5 separate regions of the Sus scrofa genome follow, and regions 2, 3, 4 and 5 are each linked to region 1. The links are chromatin contacts, called in public Hi-C, HiChIP or PLAC-seq and promoter capture Hi-C maps. All regions are on one chromosome and are shown on one strand. The core of a region is the stretch at or near the end of the contact, and the rest is flanking DNA. Distances in the headings are between cores, read along the strand shown. Region 1 holds the start of DPF2 (zinc finger protein ubi-d4). Region 2 holds the start of EHBP1L1 (EH domain-binding protein 1-like protein 1). Region 3 holds the start of SYVN1 (E3 ubiquitin-protein ligase synoviolin). Region 4 holds the start of SCYL1 (N-terminal kinase-like protein). Region 5 holds the start of CAPN1 (calpain 1).

Evidence for each region. Promoter capture Hi-C pulls out the DNA fragments that hold promoters and counts their contacts. Hi-C and Micro-C count contacts between places; a contact is called where the count stands out from the background. HiChIP or PLAC-seq counts read pairs in DNA pulled down with a chosen protein or histone mark.
Region 2: a contact with region 1 is called in a promoter capture Hi-C map of fetal liver, with 3 times the contacts expected there. The contact joins the promoter of EHBP1L1 here to the promoter of DPF2 in region 1. A contact is called at or near these places in 1 of 5 promoter capture datasets (fetal liver) and 1 of 2 datasets of contacts at active chromatin or transcription factors (alveolar macrophages).
Region 3: a contact with region 1 is called in a promoter capture Hi-C map of fetal liver, with 2.7 times the contacts expected there. The contact joins the promoter of SYVN1 here to the promoter of DPF2 in region 1. A contact is called at or near these places in 2 of 5 promoter capture datasets (fetal liver and liver), 2 of 47 Hi-C or Micro-C datasets (liver and retroperitoneal adipose tissue) and 2 of 2 datasets of contacts at active chromatin or transcription factors (alveolar macrophages and skeletal muscle).
Region 4: a contact with region 1 is called in an H3K27ac HiChIP or PLAC-seq map of skeletal muscle. The contact joins the promoter of SCYL1 here to the promoter of DPF2 in region 1. A contact is called at or near these places in 2 of 2 datasets of contacts at active chromatin or transcription factors (alveolar macrophages and skeletal muscle).
Region 5: a contact with region 1 is called in a Hi-C map of retroperitoneal adipose tissue, with 1.6 times the contacts expected there. The contact joins the promoter of CAPN1 here to the promoter of DPF2 in region 1. A contact is called at or near these places in 1 of 47 Hi-C or Micro-C datasets (retroperitoneal adipose tissue) and 1 of 2 datasets of contacts at active chromatin or transcription factors (alveolar macrophages).

The regions. Positions count from the first base shown.
Region 1 is chr2:6,885,208-6,887,951 of Sscrofa11.1, forward strand. DPF2 (zinc finger protein ubi-d4) reads right to left here and starts at 1,341. Exons shown (of 11, transcript XM_003122537.5): 1 at 1,135-1,341. The coding sequence starts at 1,166.
Region 2 is chr2:6,677,357-6,680,100 of Sscrofa11.1, forward strand. EHBP1L1 (EH domain-binding protein 1-like protein 1) reads right to left here and starts at 1,365. Exons shown (of 18, transcript XM_021082847.1): 1 at 1,230-1,365. The coding sequence starts at 1,333.
Region 3 is chr2:7,058,044-7,060,787 of Sscrofa11.1, forward strand. SYVN1 (E3 ubiquitin-protein ligase synoviolin) reads left to right here and starts at 1,401. Exons shown (of 16, transcript XM_003122541.4): 1 at 1,401-1,515; 2 at 2,352-2,500; 3 at 2,736-2,744. The coding sequence starts at 2,369. SPDYC (speedy protein C) reads right to left here and starts at 1,412. Exons shown (of 8, transcript XM_021082865.1): 1 at 811-1,412.
Region 4 is chr2:6,732,160-6,734,903 of Sscrofa11.1, forward strand. It overlaps SCYL1 (N-terminal kinase-like protein), which reads right to left and starts at 1,318. Exons shown (of 18, transcript XM_003122558.5): 1 at 1,113-1,318; 2 at 623-763; 3 at 300-422; 4 at 1-217. The coding sequence starts at 1,223.
Region 5 is chr2:7,021,913-7,024,656 of Sscrofa11.1, forward strand. CAPN1 (calpain 1) reads right to left here and starts at 1,430. Exons shown (of 22, transcript NM_001348784.1): 1 at 1,294-1,430; 2 at 323-590; 3 at 109-178. The coding sequence starts at 589.

The sequences.
Region 1 (2,744 bases), core at 91-2,590:
TTAGCTTAATGGAAGTGGGAAAGCACTGGCAAAGAAAAGGCTCCAGGCAAGAAGAGGCAGAGCGGCACCGCACCCTTAAAAAGGGGCCCTTGGGGGGCTCAGCCCACCACCAAGACAGAGTTCCCAAACCTTTACCTTGTCATCCAATCAAAATCCCAAAGCCCTAACTGGACAACTAGACACCTCTCAATCTTCCTACCCTTGCACCAAGCCAAATTTACGCATTAAAAAGGAGCTTGCTCTATTCGCCCACGGGGCACGGAGCTGCAAAACTCATTCAGATTCTTCCTCACGGAGGGGGCTGGGTTAAATCAAGTCTCCAAGCATCTTTAACTCACAGCTAACGGGATTCTCCATTTACCGAACAACCATGAACTTTAACTTCGCTCGAAATCTGTCAGCCCAAGAGTATTGCATAGCCGGGCAGCCGGGGCGTCCGGGGCTCTGCATCGGTCCAGTGCCCGCTTTTGGTGGCTGGGATTGGCCGGCACAGAGGCCCTCTCCCCTGAAGTTCTTTCCCCTCAGTACCAGCTCTGCAACAAATTCTCCCCCGGAATATTCTTGGCCTTGGGTACCTGACACTCGAGGACCACCCCACCCCCCCGCCCGCCCGCCCGCCCCGGAACGTCACCGAGCTGTTTAGAACAAAACAGCCCAGCGGGGCTTAACGGCGCGAGGGCTGCGGAGCCTGCTCCCCCAGGGCCGGCTGCGGGCGGCCGATGGGGAGGGGTCGGCGGCGGGGCGTTGCGGGGGCTCCGGCCGCTCCCGGGTCCGCCCTCGGCCCGGCTCCACCGGACTGAGGCGTCTCGGGAGCGAATCCGGGACTGTCTTTCGTAGGCGACCAGGGCGCCATACTCTGGAAACCGTCAGCCCGAAGGGAGCGCCCAGACCGCACAGCCCCTCCGGGAGGCTGCCCGTTAGGGGCTCCCGTGTGCCCCCCTCAGGGCCTCCACAAGTTTCCAAAGAAGAGCAACGTCTCCTCCGGAGTCTCGGGTTGTCCTCCCCACTAGGAGTCGCAACATGGCCTTCCCAGGCAAGGCCCTCTCTCCGCCTCGTCCCTTCCCGCACCGCCCCCTACTCCCAGGCCCCTTACAAGACCTCCCGGCCTAGGAGGAAAAGAAAACGGCCACTCACAGCTTCACTACATTTTCCACCACAGCCGCCATCTTCCCGGCTCCTCTACCTCAGGCCGGGAGGCCCGGAGAGCGCAGCGCGCAGGCGCCGGGACCGCACGGGGAACCAGTTTCCTCGTCCTTCTGCGCAGGCGCCGCCCGGGAGCGCGCCCGAGAGCGAGCTGCCGAGAACGAGCTTGCCTGTTGGGGGCCGGGGAGCCGAGGAACTAGTGCGCAGGCGCAATGGAGACCGAGGCCGGGGCGGCGCGAGGCTCCAGCTCTACCTCCGCTTCTGACGTGTAGGGGAGCGGGAGAAGGGAGGGAACGTGTAACATGGTCCAGAAATGAGAAGGTGAGGGCTTGGTGAAAACTGGCAGGCCCGGAGGTGGTGTAGGTGAAGCTTATGCGTCCTGCTACCTCGCAGACCTTTAACCTCGTGGTTAACCCTTTGCCCTCACTTGCTGGCCAGGGGTTGGTGATAGTAGTAGGGCACAGTCCTCTTGAGCTGCCAAACACGTGCCCATTTTAGGGAAAGAAAAAGCAACTCCCAGAACCTGACGTTCTTTGGCCCGAATATTGGACTGTGACAAATTTGCCCCCATTCCTGCCTTCAGCTTTATCGGCGCCCAACTCTTCTCCCCTGCTTCCTGCTCCTAAGCTCATTCCCTCCACTTAGGCGCCGAAGACTATCCCTCTCTCTTGTGTACCATTCATTTCTGCTTCACTGCTGAATCATGCAAATTCGTTTACAAACATGACTTAAAATCCTCTTTTAAAAAAGCTCATGGGGCCGCACCCGCGGCATATGGAGGTTCCCAGGCTAGGGATCTAATCAAGACCTGCAGCCGCTGGCGTAAGCCCTAGCCACAGCAATGCAGGATCCGAGCCTTGACTGTGACCTACACCACAGATCAGGACAGCGCCAGATCCTTAACCCACTGAGCAAGGCCAGGGATGGAACCCGCAACCTCATGGTTCCTAGTCGGATTCTTTTCCGCTGCGCCGCTACGGCAACTCCTAAACTTTTTGAAATAGAGAGAAAATCATTGTATGTAAATGTAATATTAAATATACATATTAAACATTATTATTTAGCTTTACTCCTTTTTAAATATATTCAGATCCCAGTGGGAAACAGGTGCACAAAGAAGACGGTTCATTACAAAGGGGGTGTTAATGAGTGTAGCTGGGTCTGGAGGGACACCTGGGGGGGGACAGTTGCCTGGGGGTGTGTAGTAGCAGAGAAGTTTGCATCATAAGCCCACAGAAATGCAGGAAGAGGCACCAGTGGGAAAAAGGAACTATCAGGGGAGATTGGTGACCTCCAGTGAGGGCATATCCTGGCTGAGGTGCCCTTGCAGGAAGTGAGACTGAGAAATCCCTCACTCTCCCCCTCCTCCCCATCCTCTGATCTCTTGCTGGGCTCCCATTGGCTGAACCCAACCGGAAACCAAAGCCCAAGGGAACCCATAGATGTTCCTCTACCTAGGTCACCTCCTGGGGAGAGGGTAGGGGAGAGAAGGGTGGGAAGTGGATCTGGAGGGACAAATTCAAATGTTTTTAAATGATTTATATCCTCACATATTAATTTTGAAATATTGCCTATGTCAACTATAGCATTTCCTCAAACTA
Region 2 (2,744 bases), core at 115-2,614, 210 kb before region 1:
GCCTGGCTGGGCAGCCTGACTCAGGCTGGGCACACCCTCCTGGGGAGCTGCGACCTGAGCCAGGGCAGTTTCCTAGCCTGGGCTGCCGGCAAAAAAGCCCAGGAGGTTCTGCCCATCCCCTCTGACTCAGACACGCTGACACTGCCCAAACTCTCAGCCGGCTCTCCAGGACCATGCCCAGGGTCCCCCTGGCCTCATCAAGAATGCTGGGGCACAGGGCAGAAGCCATAGGCCAGAGTTCAAATCCCAGCTCTATGCCGTGTTATTCCAGCCTGCCTCTCTCCTTTCTGGGTCTTGCCGAATGGTATGAACCACCCTCAGGCCTAGTCAAGACCAGGGATGTGACAGCTGCCCAAGGGACCTCAGGCCTCCTGCTCCCTCCCCTCCCCTTAGACCCCCTGGTCCCTTCCTGTCCTTCCTCTTGGGAGCCTAAATTTAGCCCCGCCTGGCCCCGCGGGTGAGGCCCCCACAGCTGTGCCCTAATCCAGCCAAGGGAAGCTGACACCAGCAAGCACGTATATTTAGGGTGTGACGCAGGGGCCTGGGCAGCTGCGGGTGGGGGCATGGGAGATGCCCCTGGGCCCCGTGGCAGTCCGGGAAGGTCCTGCTGCCCCTCGCGTATCTCCCCTCACCTCACCACCTGGCCTTCCCCAGGCTCTCTGCTCCCCGACCCACAACCTCCCAGGCCCTCAGGCCCCTTTAAGCTGCTCCCCGCCTTCCTCCCTCCCCATCCTTCCCAGCGCTCAGTTTCCCCTTTTAAGGATATTGTGGAGACAGAGCCAGCCTCCCAGCGCCCACTGTGGTTCCAGGGGCGGGTGGTTCCTCTGGTTCAACAAATGGGCAGGGGGAGAGGGGAGCTGGTCTAAGGTCCCTGGAGTTTTCTGTCCCGGCCCCTCCACCCGCAGGCCTCAAAACTTGCTCCCTTGTCGGACGCCACCCTGAACCATCCCTCTGGCCGAAAACGTGAGGCCTCCCTTCCCCCAGCCGTGAGCGCGGCTGAGGGAAGTGTGGGCGCAGACAGGTTCTCAGGCCTCCACTCCCAAGGCTGCCCACACCCCCCAACAGTGGGGAGCCGGGAGGCTGCAAGGGCACCGCTCAGTGCTGGGGCACCAGGGCCCAGGCTGGGGGTCGGGGGCCTCTCTGGCCCCTGGGCTGGGGGCAGGGTTCTCCGAGAGGCGGATGGGGCCCCTGGCGGACTGGGGGGTCCCCCAGGCCTCCCTCCCACTCACCATTTCTTGGTGCACTCCACCACCAGCTCGTGGTAACAGGCCACAAACTGGAACTTGGCGGCCCGCTTGCCCACGCGCTGCAAGCGCTTCCACACGGAGGTCATGGCCCCACAGCCCCCGCCGCCCGCTCCTCAGATCCCGGGCTCCCGCCGGCCCGCGACCGCTGGCCCGGCCCAGGTCCCCATGGCCTCCCAGGCTCCCGTCGGCGCCGCCCGCCCCGTCTGTGGGGACGGATCGGAGGCGCGGGCCGGGGGCCGCTCTCCCCGCCGCCGCCGGTGCCCGCCGGGGGGTCTGGCTGCGTCAGCGGGGTCGTCTGGGGCGCGTCGGGTCGCTGGAGCGCAGAGCGGCGAGCGCGCCGTTTCCTGGAGCCGCACCCCCGTCGGAAGGCCAGGCGGGCGGGGCTCCGGGGGGGCGGGCGCGGGGGGCGGGGCGGCCCGGCTTCCGGGGCCTCGCGCGGCGGGCGCGTGGGGGCGGCGCGTGGCGGGGGGTGGGGGCGCGAGGGGGCGGCCTGGACCGCAGCGCCTCCGGCCCGCGCGCCGACGAGGTGTGGAGGCGCGCGCGGGCCGGGGCAGGAGGCCACCCGCAACCGGTGCCGCCCTCGCCAGCGCTGCCCCGGCCGCCTCCCTTCCTGCCCGCAGCGCGGCGAGGTGCTCAGTGGTGGCCCGGTTTCGCAGGCCGGGGAAAGAGACCCAGAAAGGAGAAGAGACTTGAAGGGTGCCAGTGGGCCGGGCCAGAGCCCACTGGCCTCAGCGCTGGGGAGGCCGGCTCCTGCTGCCACCGCGTCTTAACCGGAGCAGGAAGGAGCAGAGGCAGGGGCCGGCCCGGGCGCCCTACCTGTGGGCAGCACCCACTGGCCAGGCTCAGGACCTGCGTCTTCAGCTGTCAAGTGGGAAGGTGTCCCACCGTCCGCACACGGCTGACTTCCAAGTGTGTGACCTTGGGCAAAGGACGAGCACCCGGGGCCTCAGTTTTTACCTCTGTTCAACAGGGATAATTATAGTTTCTCGCTTCACATCATTGAGAACCAAACCTTGGGAAGCATTTTGTGTGGAGCCCGACTGATGTTGCCAGGTCTTATTAAACGAAATCCGTTATCACTGTCGGAAAGAGTGTGTGTTTACCCTCCCTCCCCTGGGGCGTTAACCGCTCTGTTCACACCTAGATTAGAGCCCTTATCACCTGCGCAGCTGCCCGTAGGGTAATGAGCCGTGGCAGGTGTCTGGCCCAGAGTTAGATCTGCCACAGGGATCTAACACCAGCCTGTTCCCTGTGCCGGTGCGAATGTTCTGCGAGGTTCGTGAATGGACAGAAACCCGGTTCTTGATCAATACTAGGTTTCAGCAGGAAGTCTGGTCTGCCAGAAGTGCCAGCTGACTGTGTCCAGGAGACAAGTGACTGTGCAGCAGGCGTGGGGACGAGCAGCTGGTAAGCCTCACTGAGCAACCTGAGGTTCTTTTCTCTTGCTTTCAGTAAGTTGTGGGGTGTTGTGTGTGTGTGAAGGCAAATAAGCAGGCT
Region 3 (2,744 bases), core at 151-2,650, 170 kb after region 1:
CAGGTCAACAGGTGATAGTAGCAGCAGAATCCAACAGCTCTGGATTTTTTCTTTTTTTTTTTTTTTTAAGGCTGCTTCTTCAGCATATGGAGGTTCCCAGGCTAGGGGTCCAGTTGGCGCTGTAGCTGCCGGCCTGCGCCTGCGCCACAGCGGCGTCTGTGACCTACACCCCAGCTCACGGGCAACGCCAGATGATCTTTAACCCACTGATCGAGGTCAGGGATCCAACCTCCGTCCTCCTGGATACTAGTCAGATTCGTTTCCCCTGAGCCACTGCGGCAACTCCCAGTTAGGGAATTTAGAATCAGACAGACCCGTTGCCAATCCTGGTACTTCTTAAATGTCTGAACCTCCGTTGTCTCACGTATAAAATGAGGACAGCACCACCTAGTTCATAAACTTATGATTGATGATTAAATGAGACGACGGAGGAAAACTCCAGGCACAAAGTGGGCGGTGCATTAGCTCCATTCTGTCAACGAGCCGACTGGGTTGGCTGAAGAAGACACAGACTATGAGCACAGCCCAAGTCTGGGGAAGCTGTGGCTACCGGCCAGGATTGAAAGGATCGCAAAGCACGCCGCATGGAAGTCAATCCCTTTGCAAAGAACATTCCCATCCCAAGATTAGCCAGAATTAAAGATGTTTTCGCCTCGGTCCCAGGAACCTCTCCCTTTCGTGGTGCAGCAACTGTCTCCGTCTGGCAGACCCTGAACCCCTGCCCACCGACTGCGCCTTCGCTACTCTCTGTTCCCAGGAGTAAGATCTAACCCCAGGCAACGCTACCTTCCGCCCCTAGCAACCGCTCACCTGCTTTTCTCTTCCCATAGGTTAACCGATTTCCTTTCTTCTTCTTACTGGTCCGCGTAACTCCATTTCGACCAATCTATAGCAGCCACGGAGACCCAACTCACTCCCACACAACTGGGGGAGATCAAGGAGGATACAAGTCGTTTTTCCTGAACCCATTTCTCTTAGAAAGCATCTAATTTATCAATTTGTTGTGACTCCCCCTGGAATGAGTATCTAAGACATCTTATTTCTCTTAGGCCTGTATGTCTGTCCCTTGCATACTCCCCCCTCCAAATGGTACGGCCCGCACAACGCGCGGAGGAGTGGGGGGGCCGCCTTCCAGCCGCTTTGAGAGCCGGAGTCCGCCGCTAGGTTGAGTCCACTCAGCGGCCAAGACGATACCATCTGTGACTAATAGGGAGACTCTAATCCTCTCCAAGTTGCCTTAATTCCGCTCAGACCACCTCTCGCATCTTTCACTCGAACAGTGGGCACGAACGCCAGAAGGGTGGAGGGACTACTGCTCTTGGCACCAGGGAGAATGAGCAGGGCGCACAAGGGACCGGGGCACTTGGTACGGTCCACGCCCCGCCCCGCCCCGCCCCGCCGGAAGTGAGGTGTCTCACCCCCGAAGTTCCGGCTCGCAGGGGGTGGGGAGTGTTGTTAACCGGAGCCGCCTCCGCAGTCGCGGGGACTGAGCGGGCTCGCGGCGCTGGGCTCCTGGTGAGTGGGCGGGGGTCGGACCCGGGTTGTGGTTGGAGTAGGGGCCTGGACCTTTCCCCTTGAGGTCCCCGGGGTCGGCGCGCCCCCTCAGCCCCGCCGCCAGCTTTCGGCCTGTCAGCTGGAGATAGTTGCCCGCGCGGCCGCGCTCGCAGAGGCTGGGCCCCGCCTGCGACACTCGCAGCTCCTGGCGCTTACAGGTGCGCGGCCGCGGGGTCGACCCGGGTCCCTCTCCGTCCCGCCCCTGCATCCTGGCGGTCGGCCGTTTCTCCGGTGCCCCGAGTTGACACTTCCCCAGGGGGTTGGGGGGCGCCAGGGTTCCAGGCTGACGTACCCCGCCCGCTCCCGCCGGGCGCGCGTTGGAGCTGCCCACCCTGGCAGAGCTGTCACCGACGCTGTCGCCTACCCGGCGGCGCCCCCCAGCGCCTTGGCCTCTCCCGGTCCAGGCCGCCCATTCCCGCTTCTGGAGATTTCTGCGTTTGCATCCCACCCCATCACCGTCACTTTAGGGTCAGTGGGAGCAGTTCCCTCCTCCGACGCTGCTGCCTTTCCTCATTCTTCCCTAGAGGCGGCGGTTTGGCAGGCAGCGTGGAAAGAGTCCTAGCTTTGAAACAAGACTGACCCGGGCTCCAGGCCTTGCGTCAGTGTGGTCGCTTAACCCCTTTGAGGCTCAGTCTTGCCACTTGTGGAATGGGGGAGCATGGGCTCTTCTCGATGCGATGATGGGGGAATGAGGCTTTTCTTTCCCCGGTGTGTTAACACTGCGTCTCAGGAGCTGGGCTAGGTTTGCACGGGGTGGCATCACACAGCTGTGACCTTACCTTTCCTCTCCCACGCAGGTCCCCAGGCCAGGGCAATGTTCCGCACCGCCGTGATGATGGCGGCCAGCCTGGCGCTGACCGGGGCCGTGGTGGCTCACGCCTACTACCTCAAGCACCAGTTCTACCCCACTGTGGTGTACTTGACCAAGTCCAGCCCCAGCATGGCCGTGAGTTCAGGGCTCAAGGAGGGAGGAACTCTCTGGGAGGGAAGGAGGAGTCATCTTGAGCCAGGGGTGGGGCTCGAGCTCAGGTAAGTAGGAGAAAAATCGAGGGAGCCCACAGGCAGGGGGAGCTTTGAATAAATTAGTGATGGGGGGTGTGGAGAGGTTCCTGAATGGTGAGCCCCAAGCAGCGCGGAGCAGAAAGCCGGCTCAAACCATAGCCTCTCCTCCTCACTCCTAGGTCCTGTAC
Region 4 (2,744 bases), core at 68-2,567, 150 kb before region 1:
TGACTGCTTTGCCACTGCCATCGGCCAACTCTGGGGGATCGTACTGCTCAAGTTCGGGGACCCCCTTGCGGGGAGGACCCCCACCATTGCCCTGCGCCGAATACATGTAGTCCAGGCCCCCAAGCTTCCACTCCCCAGCGCGGTCCACGAACACAGCGGCCATGCAGACATTATTGTGGATGAGGCTGCAGTCGTTGACCAGGAAGCTGAGGGCTTTCTGGGGACAGAAGGAGCCATCACAGCCCTGTACCTGCAGCCCCCCCATCCCTGCAATCATCACCACTACCCCCCCACCTCACCACAATTTGGTGTAGCCCCCAGGAGAGCTCCATCTCCCTCAGATCACCAGTCTCTGTTCGAGCCTTGAGGTACGCTGCCAGCGGGGTCACAGCCTCCGTCACCACGTGGAGGCATTTTTCTGTCTGAAGAAGGACGTGGAGTATCAGCGCAGAGTGGAGAAGAAGCAGGGGGATGAGAGACGTGATGGGGACCGGGTGGAGAAGGGGAAGTCAAATCTGGGGGTTACTGGGGCAGGGGGCTGGGAAGGGGCAGGAAGGCAGGAGCAGGAGACTGGGAGAAAGTGAGGGGCAGAGACAGAGCAGACTGAGCGGCCGGTAGGTACCTCCAGCCCATCGATGTAGGCCAGGATGTTGGGGTGCCGGAGAGTTTTGAGGCGCTTGAAGGCGGCTTTGGCCACCTGGGTTTGCTCTTCGGCGCCGGGCTTCACATCATAGACGAAGATGGACACCGGGCTGCCTGTGGCCTGGGGCAGAACAGAGGGGCCTCAGGGGTGTGGGCCGAGCCCCAAGCTGACCACTCCATCTCCGAGATGGTCCCCGGAGCTAAGTACCGGAAAGGAAGACCCGCCGGCCGGGTCTCCCCCCAGGACAGCCCTTGGGGACTGAGTCGGGCCCACGTAACCCCGGTTGGGTGCGCCTGTTGGTCCCTCGGTCCTTCCGCCCGCCACGTCGGCACTACCCGTCCCCCTCCCCCGGCCCGTTGCCCTAGAGGCTCCGCAGCCACGTCAGGCGGGGCGCGACGCGGCGGGGCCGGCGGCGCTGACTAGGCGAGACCGAGGTCGGCCGAGGCCTGCGGAGCGGGGCCGCGCTCACCTTCTTGCGGCCGCGGTGCAGGGCCCAGGGTCCGGGCGGGCTGCCCTCGGGAGGTTCCGGGCTGAGCTCAAACGGGAAATCCCGGACCGGGTCCCGAGCAAAGAACCACATCGTCCCCGCCGCCGCCGCCGCCGCCGCCGCCGCCGCGGCCTCGGGCGCTTCAGCTCCGGGTCCTCCCGCTGCCCGAGCCGGGGCGGGGCGGGGCGGGGGCGGGACGGGGGCGGGGTCGGCCGTGGCGAGGGCGGGTCTGTGTGGGCGGGGCCTCGTGGGGGCGGGGCTGGTGGGCGGGGCGGGGCTGGTGGGCGGGGCGGGGATCCGAGGGCGGCAGGTACTGGGGAGACCAACCCTCCTTCACCCCCTGCCCTGGCGGATCACCCAAACTCTCAGGGCCTCTGTGTCTTTATATCTAAAATGTGGAAAGCCTGAGAAGGGACAGAGGATAGGGAAACGGAGACAAGGAGGCGGGGAGATGGGGAGACGCCAGAGGAAATCGTCAGAGAGACAGACATGAAGGGGTGCAGGGTTCAGTGAGGAGTGAGGAAGAGACTTAGAGAAGATGACTCTCCCCAAACCAGACGCTCTCCCACACCAGCCAGTGGGCACCTCCAGGATGCGGTGAGGATCAAGTTGGTGGAATGACTGAGTGACCAGGGAAGAGGCACAAGGAAGCAAAGCCGGTGAGAAGGAGCGTGGGTGAGAGGCAGAGAGGGAAGCAAAGGTCCTGAGGAGGTCTAGGAACCCTGAGACAGGGAGAGGGGACCTGGGGAGGGGAAAGGCAGTGACCCCAGGAAAGAAGGGTAGGAGGAACAGCCCAGCAAGTTCAGAAGAAGCCAGGAGGCCAGGAGGGGCCCCTGCTCTCCTGGGCTCAGTAGAACTGGCTCTGTGTCTCCAGGGTCAGCACCTCCAGACCCCAGCACCTGTGCAGATAGGGGCTGTCAGTGGCAGAATGGTGTCAACAGCTCAAATGCCATTCATGCTGGAGGAGACCCAGCTCCTTAGCTGGACAGAGCCCAGCATCCAGGAGGGGCTGGGCTGGCAATGGTTTCTCCAAAAGTAAGGTCACGTTCATTACAACACTATTTACAATAGCCAAAACATGGAAACAAGCTAAATGTCCATCGACAGAGGAGTGGATCAAGAAGATGTGGTACATATACACAATGGAATATTACTCAGCCATTAAAAAGAACGAAATACCAGCATTTTTTGCAACATGAATGGACCTAGAAACTATCATTCTAAGTGAAGTCAGCCAGACAATGAGACACCAACATCAAATGCTTTCACTCACATGTGGAATCTGAAAAAAGGACAGACTGAACTTCTTTGCAGAACAGATGCTGACTCACAGACATTGAAAAACTTATCGTCTTCGGAGGAGACAGTTTAGGGGGTGAGGGGATGTGCTTGGGCTGTGGGATGGAAATCCTGTGAAATCAAATTGTTATGATCATTATACAACTACAGATGTAATAAATTCATTTGAGTAATTAAAATAAAATAAAAAGATTTTAAAAAATAAAACAAAACACAAAGGAAATTAAAACTTGTTCATCACTATGTGTCAAACACTGTATCAGGCAGTTCTGCACACAGTAACCCACTTGGAAGTTACTTGGCCTCTCTGTGCCT
Region 5 (2,744 bases), core at 180-2,679, 140 kb after region 1:
AGCCAGAGCCTGCCTGGGCTTGCAGGAGGGAGGGACTGAGACAGAGCAGGAAGGAGCGGGTATGGGGAGCTACTATGGAGAAAACACGCAGAACCCCCTAGGGCCTACCCAGTGCTCCCTGGCAGATGTCTGTTCGGGTGGCTCCATCCACGATGAACTGGGGGTTTGAGAACAGCTCCTGCAAGAGACCCAGAGTCCTGTCTCTGGGCCGGCCCCTCCTAGAAACCGGAACCCCCCTCCCTACCAGGGACCTCAAGTCCTATTCCCACTCCTCACCCAGGGCAAGAGTAAACCGAGTCCCACTTAGGGTGGTCCCTCTCACCGTGGGACGCTTCCACTTGACGCCATAGGTTTTGGAGGAGTTGGGGCCCAGTTCCTTGAAGCCCAGGCTCTGCGGCACTGGAGGGAAAGCCTCATCACGGAAGAGGCTCCCACTCTGCAGGCAGTGAGCCCGGAGCTGCTCGTAATCCTGGCCCAGGTACTTGATGGCATTTTCATGGCGGCCCAGGCCCAGCTCCTTGGCCCGCAGCTTCTGCACTTGTGCAGACACCCCAGTGCAGTACACCGGAGTGATGACCTCCTCGGCCATCCTGTGGGACAGAGGGGCCTGCTCAGAACCCACGCCTCCCCAGACGAGAACTGGGGCTCCTGTCTGCCGATGCTGTTCTGCAGCCCCTGCCATCCTTCCTCCCCAAACTGCAGTTTCCCCCGCAGCATCAGGCTCTCTGCCACCTCCCTGTGCTCCCAGAACCCAGGAGAGAGGGCTTCCCATCCCCCAGGCATGATGGCTACCATCTCCCCATCCCCACCCAGGGCCACCACCTCTTTTCCCCGACGGTCATTGCCCTGGGCCTGCAGTCCTGTGGTCAGCCCGGCAGGTGGGGAAGGGCGGAGCCCGAGATAACAAATAACACAGGGAACCAGGAAGGTGGGAGACCCCAGGGAAGGCCTCTTTGTCTGCCAGCCTGTAACCACCCCCTTCTCAAACCAGTCAAGCTCCTATGCACTGGAGGGGCTGGAGGGCTGAGAACTCCTGGCAGGCAGGGTCCCCCGCCCCCCGGTTCCTGAGACAGGTTGCAGGATGGGGCGCCTGGCCCTTAGTCCTTTCCCCTCTGGCCCTCCCTCGGCCCAGCCCCTGGAGACAGTGAGGAACGCAGGCTGGGGCGGGCGCTGGAGCCGTGCGGCTTCCCGAGCCCCCGCCCCGGTCCCAGGCACTCAGAGGGCCCGGGGGTGGAGGCAGCCCCTCAGCCTGGGCGCAGTGGCCGGGGCCGGCGCGGCCACCCAGCTCCTTACCTGGGGGAGGAGTATTTGGGGGGGTGTCGCTGCGGTCCCTGCAGCCGGCTTCCCGGGCGGCAGCTCAGGACAGGGCCCAACCAGGAAGAGCGCTCCTCCCCGCCCTCCTCCCGCCGCGGCCCCTCCGCCCTCCTCCCTCCCTCCCTCCCTCCCTCCTTCCTCCTCCTTCTCTTCCTCCTCCTCCTCTCCGGGCTCCAACCCAGCTTCCTCTCAGCTCGCCCTTATCTCTGGGGCACCTTCTCTATCTCTCTCACTCAGGGGCTCCCCGCCTCTCCCTCTGCAGGCGCGGGGCCAACTCCGCGTAGAGGACAAATTAGTAAAAGGCAGCGTTGTCCCCGGGGAGGGGCCAGCGCCTGTCGGGCTGAGTCGCGCAGGGGCGCGGACGTCAGGGCACCGCGGGGGCGGCGGGGCGGGGGGAGGACGGGGCAGGGGGTATTTTTAACCGGGGGCCGCGGCTCGAGTTGCAGGGCGGGGCGGCCCCACCCCACGCGGCGCCCCCGAAGGGCACGCCCGGGCGTCCCGGCCCGCGGCGCCGCCCCCGCAGCCCGGGGTCCGTCCTCCCGGCGCCCCTCCTCGGTGGCGCGGCCGCCGCCCCGCCGCCCCGCCCGCCTCTGACGCGGGGCCGAGATTACCTCGGGCTGCGGCAGCTGCGGGGCGGAGGGGCCGGGCTGGCGGCGAGCGGACCCCTGCCGGACGCTCCGCAAACGGCAGCCCCACCCCGGCCGGCCTTCGCCGCAGCCCGGCTCCGGGGCAGGGCCCGCTCCCCGCCCCCGCGCCCTGGGGCGCAGGCTCGGGGCGCCGCCGCCTTGCCTTAGCGGTTCCCGGCGACCGGGCGGGGCGTGGGGAACCGGTCCCCCAGGCTCCGGCTGGCCGAGTGACCTTGGGTGAGTCTCTGCCCCTCTTGGCCTTAAGTCTCCCGGTTCGCGCAGCGAATGGGATGAAATGAGCAAGTGTGGGAGCCCATCTTTCTCGCGCGCTCTGAGGCCTCTTGAACCCTGAAACTGCAAGAGGCCGGCATCTCTGTCTTCTTCCCCAGACCCTTCCTCGCCCGCCTACCTGGGAGCGCCCATGTGTCGCCTTACCCAGGAGGGGACGGCAGAGGTTGTGAGCGGGACGGCAGGCCCACCCAGGACCCGAAGAGACCCTCCCTCCCCAGATGCATCAAGTTGGGGAGCCCAGAAGTGAGAGGGAGGTAGACTGCGGTGGTCCCCTGCTCAGGGCTTTTGCCTGACCTGGGGGGCCCAGCCCAGCAGATCGCAGTTTGTTTTGTTTTTTTTTTTTTTTTTGTCTTTTGTCTTTGTTGTTGTTGTTATTGTTGCTATTTCTTGGGCCGCTCCCGCGGCATATGGAGGTTCCCAGGCTAGGGGTTGAATCAGAGCTGTAGCCACCGGCCTACGCCAGAGCCACAGCAACGCGGGATCCGAGCCGCATCTGCAACCTACACCACAGCT